Linked DNA regions of Mus musculus: region 1 is linked to region 2. The links are chromatin contacts, called in public Hi-C maps. All regions are on one chromosome and are shown on one strand. The core of a region is the stretch at or near the end of the contact, and the rest is flanking DNA. Distances in the headings are between cores, read along the strand shown. Region 1 overlaps Chst8 (carbohydrate sulfotransferase 8). Region 2 has its middle 10 kb from the start of Gm12781.

Region 1 (4,008 bases), core at 998-3,497, 80 kb after region 2:
TTCAATTCCCAGTGACATTAAAAAAAAAAAAAAGAAAGACGTTATCCACTGGTATTCAGAACAATGTGGAAGATGCCCCGAGAGTTGGCAGAATTTCCTAAGTCTGAGATTCACTGAAGACAACAAACTGGCTGACCAGATGGGCAGCCTCTCCATCGCCCACACCAGGGGCTGCTCAATTGCTATGGAATCCAGAACCACGGCCTTGAAACTGGTGGCCTGACGCCCCCACACTGACACCGACGCCTGCTAGGAGGAAGCCAGGGCCCTTTCTCTGTTTACAAGGGTTACCGTCACCCAGCCCCGGCACACCAGGGCCATCAGGAAGGTCAGCATGCGACCCGCAGTGTTAAGTAGCAACCTCGGGGCTCACCTGGAACTTGCTGGGGGCTGAGCTCTATAGGGTCCTGGAGGCTGATGAAGAGGAGCAGGCCCGCAGCTCCAAACAGCAGGATGGACGAGAACATGCAGGCTAGCCGCATCGTTCCGAGTCGTGGGGTCATCCGGGGCACGCTCCGGGGTCACCTCTTGGGTGTAAAAGGCACGTTCTTCCCTCATTATCCACACCAGACATCCATCAGGCTGGGGTCTACAAGACAGAATGGAAGAAGCGGGTTTCAGTTGCAGGATATCAGTGAACTAAGCTCCCTGTCACGTGACATTGACTTACCTTCTGGATTCCTCTAACCCATCTGGAGATCTCTCTCTCTCTCTCTCTCTCTCTCTCTCTCTCTCTCTCTGTGTGTGTGTGTGTGTGTGTGTCTTTCTGTCTGTCTGTCTGTCTCTCTCTCTCTCCCCCTTCCTCCCTTTGGACTGGGACTCATTATACAGTCCAGAGGGGTCCCAAACTCACGACCCTCCCACTCCAACTACCCGAGTGTTGCAATTACAGCCATTCACCACCATGCCTGTCCACTTTGGCCTTCTGAAGCCCCCAGAGGCTGAAGGGGGTTCTGTTGCTCCCTGCTCTCCCCACAAGGGTTTCCTGTCTGCACCTGCCATAAAGCCACAGAGAGGCACACTAGCTCACTGTTGGGGGAAGCTATGAGCCTTGACTGTCACAGGTTGTAATCAGTAACCGCACCCCTGTCCTGCCCAGCTCTGTGAGCCTCCCAGTCAACACCATGCTCCCTCCACAGGCTGCTCACATCCCTCTCTATCCCTGTTTGCTCTTCTGGCCTCTGAAAGACTCCATGCATGCACACGAGTTGTCTGTCACCTTGGTTCTACCACAAGGACAGAAGAAATGCCCTCCACGCTCTAAGTACAAGTGAATCAGACCAAATTATGGATCAAGATAGGCAACACCCCAGGGCTGGAGAGATGGCTCAGTGGTTAGGAACGCTGAGCTGCTTTTTGCTCTAGAGGACCTAGGTTTAGTTCCCAGCATCCACATGTCAGCTCACAGACATCTGTTCCAGGGGTTATGACGCCCTCTTCTGGTATCTACAAGCACTGCATGTACATGATGAAGAGACATACATGAAAGCCAAACATTCATACGCATAAAATAATACAACTTACTTGGTTTTTTTTTTTTTGGGGGGGGGTGATTTGAGACAGGGTTTCTCTGTGTAGCTTTGGCTTTCCTAGAACTCACTCTGTAGATCAAGCTTACCTCGAACTCACAGAGATCTACCTGCCTCTGCCTCCTGAGTGCTGGAATTAGAGGCATGCGCCACCTCTGCCTGGCAACTCTCCCTCTCCCTCTCCCTCTCCCTCTCCCTCTCCCTCTCCCTCTCCCTCTCCCTCTCTCTCTCTTTTTAAAAAACAGACAGGCACACCTCACTTTCGAGTCTGAAATGCCCCCCATAGATTCCTGTCTTTGAACACCTGGTCTCCCGTTGTTGGCGGTATTTTGGGAGGTTGTGGGGCCTCACCCAGGCCTGTATGGGCCAAGTAAAGGTGAGAGGACAGAGGAAGTCTCCCAGACATCTGTTGCAGATCTACACAGGCAGATCCCTGATGCTCACAATGTTCTACCTACATCCACAGCATTGCTCGGACTCAAATTCCACCAGGTATCCAGACAGATGGTCTCAGAGGGTTTATTACTGTCCCACTGCTGTGATAAAACAGAAGGTTTTATCACAGCAGTGGGACAGAAGCAACCTTAGGAGAGAAGAGCCTGGGCTGGAGAGATGGCTCAGAAGTTAAGAGCACTGGCTGCTCCTCCAGAGCCTCTGACTTTGATTCCCAGCACCCACGTGGCAGGGCTCAGCTTTCTGGCTCCAAGGGATCCATTGCCCTCTTCTGGCCTTGGTGGGTACTGCATGCCCTGGGAAACATCCGCATACATAAAAAGTAACGAATAGGAGAGTGCACAGGGACTAACTTTTATTTCATCTCTTTTTGTTGGAGGGTTCAATCCAGTATTGTGGTGAAGGTGTGGTAGACCTTCCCTACAGGTTCACCAGTGTACAGCAGGATGCTGGTCTTACACACTGGCTAGACCAGAAGCAGTAAACAAGGCTTAAGCAGGGCTGGGGGTGGGGTAGGGGTTGATCCTTAAAGGCCTGTCCATAAGCCAAAAGATACTTTTTATTTCCACTGAAAGAATTTACAAGGATCTTGCCCACCCCAGCACAGAGCAGTGCCAAAGGAAGCTGATGCCACCCAAGGCCACAGGGCCCAGGAGACCCTCCCCACCCCACCCCTGACTCTTAAGCAGGAAGGGAAATGTGTAAAGTCCTTCCCTGCCCTTTTCTTGCCCAGAAAAAAAAAATTCCCAAGGACTAGTCTGATTCTCGGCAAAGCTTAGGAGCTGAGAAGTATAAATTCCAGCTTGGGTTTCTCCCCTCTGCAGTCTCTGTAATTATTTTTTCACTCAGTTAACTTTAATTAACCTGCCGCAGGCCTCTGTGCGCCTGGTGCTGGGCTCCCTGGACTGTGCGGAGCAGGTGGTTCCCACGACCTCCCAGCTTTTGTGTTTGGGGAGCAGCAGTGTGGGGGGCTCAGTTTATCAGTAGAGCTGGCTCTGGGGTTTTTGAGCAAGCCACGACCTCTGTGCAACGGGCTTGCCTTAAGAAAAGACTGTTGCTGCCTGCCAATCAATGAGGTGTGGAGTAGGGAATTCTATCTTGCTCATAGTGTGCCCAGACTGAGAACCACAGAGTCTCAGCTCTGGGGATAAATGGTGTATCTCACGAAGCCAAGATGCATCATGTAGATGTCAGGACTTCCGACAGGTCAGTTTCCACGTAGACAGATGCTCAGAGCATGCCTGGTGCTGTTTCCCCCAGCACTACCTGCCCTGTGAGGTCCATCAGTCTGTCTCTGGATGCTGAGGGAATGGAATGTAAGGGACCAGAAGGGGCGGAGCTATTCTCTGTCACCCTTAGAAACTGCTTGTGACCCTGTCCTCATAGCCTCAGGCACTATCCCCCCCCCACCCCCACCCCCACCCCCACCCCCCCACACACAGCAGCTGATACAGCCCTTTAGGACACTCTAACAGTCTCAGGAAGGAGTCCGGATAGGTAAAAGAAACATTTGGCAGTGACGTGGCAGAGAACAGGCTTTCAGAGAGAAAGCAGGGGATGATGCTTGAGCCCTTTCTAGGCATACTGACACGCTCACCCTACCTGTAGACTGGAGCAGGTGAAAACATACATGCCCTCACCCACACCGTCAATGGCCAAGCCATGTCTGCCTCCTGAGCCAGTCACCTGAGGCCAATCTGGCTAAAACTCTGCAGCCTCTGGCATGAGGCTACTTCCTACAGAGGTTGGGGCCCCAAGGCCCGTGTCTTAAGGGCTTGGTTCCCAGGTAGTGGAAAAGTTAGAAGAAGAAGGAACCTAGCTGGAGGACGTAGGTAACTGGGGTGGGCCCTTAGGACTATCTTGTCCCTGGCTGTTACCTCCTCCTCTCCCCTACCTTTCTTTCTTGCTCTCCCCTTCCTGTTTGTCACAAGATCAAGATTCTCCTTCACTACCTCCTCTCACTCCTGTGATGCTCTGTCCGAGAGCATAGGACCAAGCCGCTATGGATTGAACCCTCTGAAACCAA
Region 2 (4,058 bases), core at 294-2,793:
CACACCTGCTTGGCCTCTTGAGGACTTTGACCGGTGGGAGGCTTCGGCAGAATTTCCCGAGTGAAATGCCGCATGGAGATTAATGGCCCTGAGATGTGTGGAGCTCTGGGTGTGCTAGGCTTGAGTCAACCGGCCCCAGGTGCCCGAGGCCCTTGGATCTGCCCGCCACCCTGCTCGGCCTGCCCGACCCCTTCCTGGATCAGAGCCGCATGCCGGGGGTTTCTGCCTTTGCTTGGATCTCAGAGTCCCCCAGAAATGGTAGTCTCAGCATCATGCCTGAAACCTCCAACACAAATAATTTTCAATTTGCCTGGGAGTTTCAATCGTACAATCCAATGTTAAATAATAGATTAGATGCCTCGGGGAGAGAAACAGGGTTTAAGAAGAAATAAATAAAAGGCAAAGTAAAAATCTGGGCCTGGGTTTTTGAGAGTATTTCTGATCTCACAGCTTCTGCTCTTAGCCTGGATTTGACCGCCCTGTTCCTTCCCACAGTGTTAGGACTTGCAGCTCTCTGGGGCCGTGGGACTGCCACCCACCCACATCTCTGAGAGCTGGTGGGGCTCTATTCCAAATGCTAGACAGATTCACTCCATCCCCTGTACCCCTGTTCTGGGCATCTGTACCCCAAAGAGAAGTCTTAGCTTGTAACCTTGGCAACTGTCCCCAGTGAGGCTGCTAGGCTGACCAAATGCTTGTATAGTCATGTAGACTCATGGGCAACCTTAAGCCATGGATGACAGAGAGCTGCAGGCTGGTACAGAGATGGGCAGGCACCAGGCAGGATCTGGTGGCATTGTGTGTGACACCCCAGAGGAAATGCTTATGGGATGGGAACCTTCTCACTGCCCCTGAACTGTGGTCATTTCTGCCCACCCTCTTCCCTGTCACTCCAAGAGAAGGTTCCAGATTCTCATCTTTCAGACCACCCTACTTCTCAGCCCTCCCTCTTGGACCAGGCTGGCTCAGATTAATCTCTCCTCCCCCTCCTCCCACTCCTCCCTCCCCCCTCCTCTCCCTCCCCCTCCTCCCCCTCCTCTCCCTTCCCCTCCTCTCCCTCCCCCTCCTCTCCCTCCCCTCTTCTCCCCCTCCCCCTCCTCCCCTTCTCCTCCACCTCCCCCTCCCCCCTCCTCCCCCTCCTCTTCCTGTTTCTCTGGCTGTTACCTCTCTTACCCCCGCCCCTTTAACTTTTACTTTTCCAGACTGGGTCTCTCACATAGCCCAAGCTGGCTTGGAGCTTGCTGGGTAGCCAAGGATGGCTTTGAACTCTCCACCCATCATTCATCATCATCTTGGCCTCTGGAGGGCACTAAGCCCACTCGGGATCTGTTCCCATCTTTGCTGTCACGCTTGCTGGGGGAGGGGACAAGCTCCGACTTCCCCCTGCTACTTTCCAGCAGCAGGACACCTGTTTATCAGAACCTCAGGCAGCCACTTAAAGGCGTCTGGAATCTCAGTTTCCTGCAAAGCTTGTCTTGTCCTTGCTCCTGAGGTCACTGGATTCCTAACTTGCTCTCACAAACCACCCCCCACAGAGCAGCAGAGCATTCTAATGGTTAAGGACTGGACACCAGACCTAACTGCCGGGCGCTGGAAGGGAGACAGTCTTTTCAGAGCTACGTGGCCTCAGGGTAAATTGTTCAACCCCTTCTGTGTCTCAAGGTCCTTGTCGGGAGATCCCGGGAGGATATAACTGCTCCGTATCTATCTTACAGGGTGGTAATGGCAAGTAAATAAAATAATATATTCATGAAATATGCAGAGCAGTTTGGGATCAGCCTGTAAATACCATGATTTTCGTGTATGTGTGCTGGGGCTTGAGCCTAAGGCCTCAAGCATATTGACAAAGGCTTTAAGAGGAATCCACACTCCCTGCCCTCACTGGCAAGCCTGGGAAGGCAGCATTCCAAGGCATGACCTATATCTGCATTTTTTAAAAAAAATATTGTGTTTATCTGTTTATTCTGATTGTGTGTGTGTCTGCATGCCGTCACTCAAATGTGGGTCAGCAAGAGTCAGTTTTCTCTCCTACCATGTGGGTCCTGGGTATGGAACTTAGATCGTCTTAGATTGACTTAGAGGTAAGCCATTTTACCGGCTGAGCCATTCTGCAAGCCCCATTGCTATTATTTTCTTAGACAGCGCCTCACTCTGTTGCCCAGGCTGATCTATAACTCAGTATGTAGCCCAGGTTGGCCTTGTACGCAGAGCATTTCTCTTGCCTGGGTCTCTTGCAAAGCTAGATCTCGCATGTGCACCACTGTACCTGGTTATTCTTACTTCTTATTACTTCAAGAGCCAAGGCCAGAGAGGACAATGGTATGGGTTTAAATGACATCTCCAGCTAGGCATGGTGGTGGGATCCCAGTGCTCAGGAGGCAGAGGCAGGCTGATCTATGTAAGTTTGAGGACAGCCTGGTCTGCAAAGTGACTTCCAGGACAGCCAGGGCTACACAGAGAAACCCTGTTTTGAAAAACAAAGCAAAACAAAACCCAAACAAACAAACAAACAAAACGTGACAGCTCCAAATAGGGAAAAGACATGGGCAGCCTCTGATGGTACATGATTCTGATTCCAATACTACAGGGTGGAGGCAGGGGGATTGTGAGCCAGGCCAGCCTGGGCTACAGAGTCTATTCAAGGCCAGCAGAGGCTATGGTAGCTAGACACTGCCTTAGAAAACAGAAAGAAGGAAGTAAAGAAGAAAAGACAGTAGGGAGAAAGGGGGTGGATTCGAGATACTTTCAAGAAGTAAGACAGAGTGCAGGGGTGGTGGGCTGAGGTGGGAGTCCTGGGAGGGGGGTGCAGGACTTGGAAGAGATGAGGCTCAGGTAGGGTAGGTGATCTGAGGCACCTTCTGGATGTGCTGATACAGATGTGGGGCAGGTGGCTGGACAAGGCAGGGTGGGGGGAGAGCTGCTAGAGGTCAGGGGTGGAGGTGTAAACTGGGAAGCCAGCATAGGGGTGGTGCTGAGCTCTGCCCTCCAGGGGATGCACAGGCAGGTGAGAGGCTGCTGGACTCAGAACACTGGAGGCTGCTGAAGAACCAGTGCCAACCTGTTTAGGGGGGTAGGGGGTGGGGGGATGGGGATGGGGATGGGCGTCGGAGTGGGGGTGGGGGTGGGAGGATATTTTTAGAGAAAGAAGAGATGGAGGAGAGGCCGTGGGGCCATGGGATGCATTTTGGTGGGAAAGACAGAGCAGGGTTGAGGCAAGCCTTGGAGGGCGACTCTGTTTTGTTTATTTTTGAGGGAGGATTGTGCCATGCAGCGCTGGCTGTCTGAAGCTCAGGATCACAGTCTCAAAGCCTCAACCTTCTGAGTGTTGAGATTACATGGTGTGCACCCCTATGCCCTTTTAAATCTTTTATTTTATTTTATTTTATTTTATTTTATTTTTGTTTTTTGAGACAGGGATTCTCTGTGTAGCCCTGGCTGTCCTGGAACTCACTTTGTAACCAGGCTGGCCTTGAACTCAGAAATCTACCTGCCTCTGCCTCCCAAGTGCTGGGATTAAAGACGTGTGCCACCACCACCCCGCTTAAATCTTTTAATTTTATGTTTTGTTGATAGATTAGCCTAAGGACTGTGCTTTGGCGATGTCTTGGAGGAAGAGACAGAGACATAGGGTGGGCATTGGAGAACACCATTGCTTGGAAGGAGAACAGGACCCAACAGAAAATACCTACTTTTGAGGGGCCTACTGGGCTTTCCCATTTATTTAAAATACCAGAAGAGGTGATGCTCATGAAGGTGTGTATGCAATGTGAGCACGGGTGTGTATGTGTGTGTACACGCGTGTGCATGTGCGTTTCCAGTGAGGTCAGAGAATACCTGGTATCTCTCGGATGGACAGTGGAAACCATTGCCTTGCTTGGTGTTGGTAACCCAGCTCTTGGACCCATCTGAGGGATGAGAGAAGCTGAGGTGCTGGGGTGCTTGGTACTCGGGCAGGTTCTTTTGGAACTGGTGGGTTAGAAAGTAGCGTCTGGGGTCTTCCCAGAGATTCTGTGGAGGTTGGTTGAAATCTCATCTTAGGGAGAGGCAATTCTTTCTGC

What was found. A called contact is a pair of places that touch in the nucleus more often than the background predicts.
Region 1: a Hi-C map of trophoblast stem cells shows a contact between it and region 2, with 5 times the contacts expected there. The contact joins two enhancer-like sites. A contact is called at or near these places in 1 of 39 promoter capture datasets (embryonic stem cells), 4 of 15 datasets of contacts at CTCF or cohesin (embryonic stem cells and pro-B cells), 62 of 484 Hi-C or Micro-C datasets (8-cell embryo, the C2C12 cell line, Sertoli cells and 14 more), 13 of 115 datasets of contacts at active chromatin or transcription factors (differentiating embryonic stem cells, embryonic stem cells and stem cell-derived neural progenitor cells) and 2 of 9 other capture datasets (embryonic stem cells and pancreatic islet).

What each region holds. Positions count from the first base shown.
Region 1 is chr7:34,747,689-34,751,696 of GRCm38.p6, forward strand. It overlaps Chst8 (carbohydrate sulfotransferase 8), which reads right to left. Exons shown (of 4, transcript NM_175140.4): 2 at 374-589. The coding sequence starts at 503. Among named protein-coding and RNA genes, the nearest start is that of Gm38987, 63 kb to the right of the region's middle. Within about 2 kb of position 2,248, at least 11 of the 459 cell types and tissues checked have an H3K27ac peak or open chromatin away from gene starts, as enhancers often do. A contact at or near this core is called in trophoblast stem cells, where this site is marked.
Region 2 is chr7:34,668,013-34,672,070 of GRCm38.p6, forward strand. No RefSeq gene overlaps it. Among named protein-coding and RNA genes, the nearest start is that of Gm12781, 10 kb to the left of the region's middle. Within about 2 kb of position 1,544, at least 13 of the 459 cell types and tissues checked have an H3K27ac peak or open chromatin away from gene starts, as enhancers often do. A contact at or near this core is called in trophoblast stem cells, where this site is marked.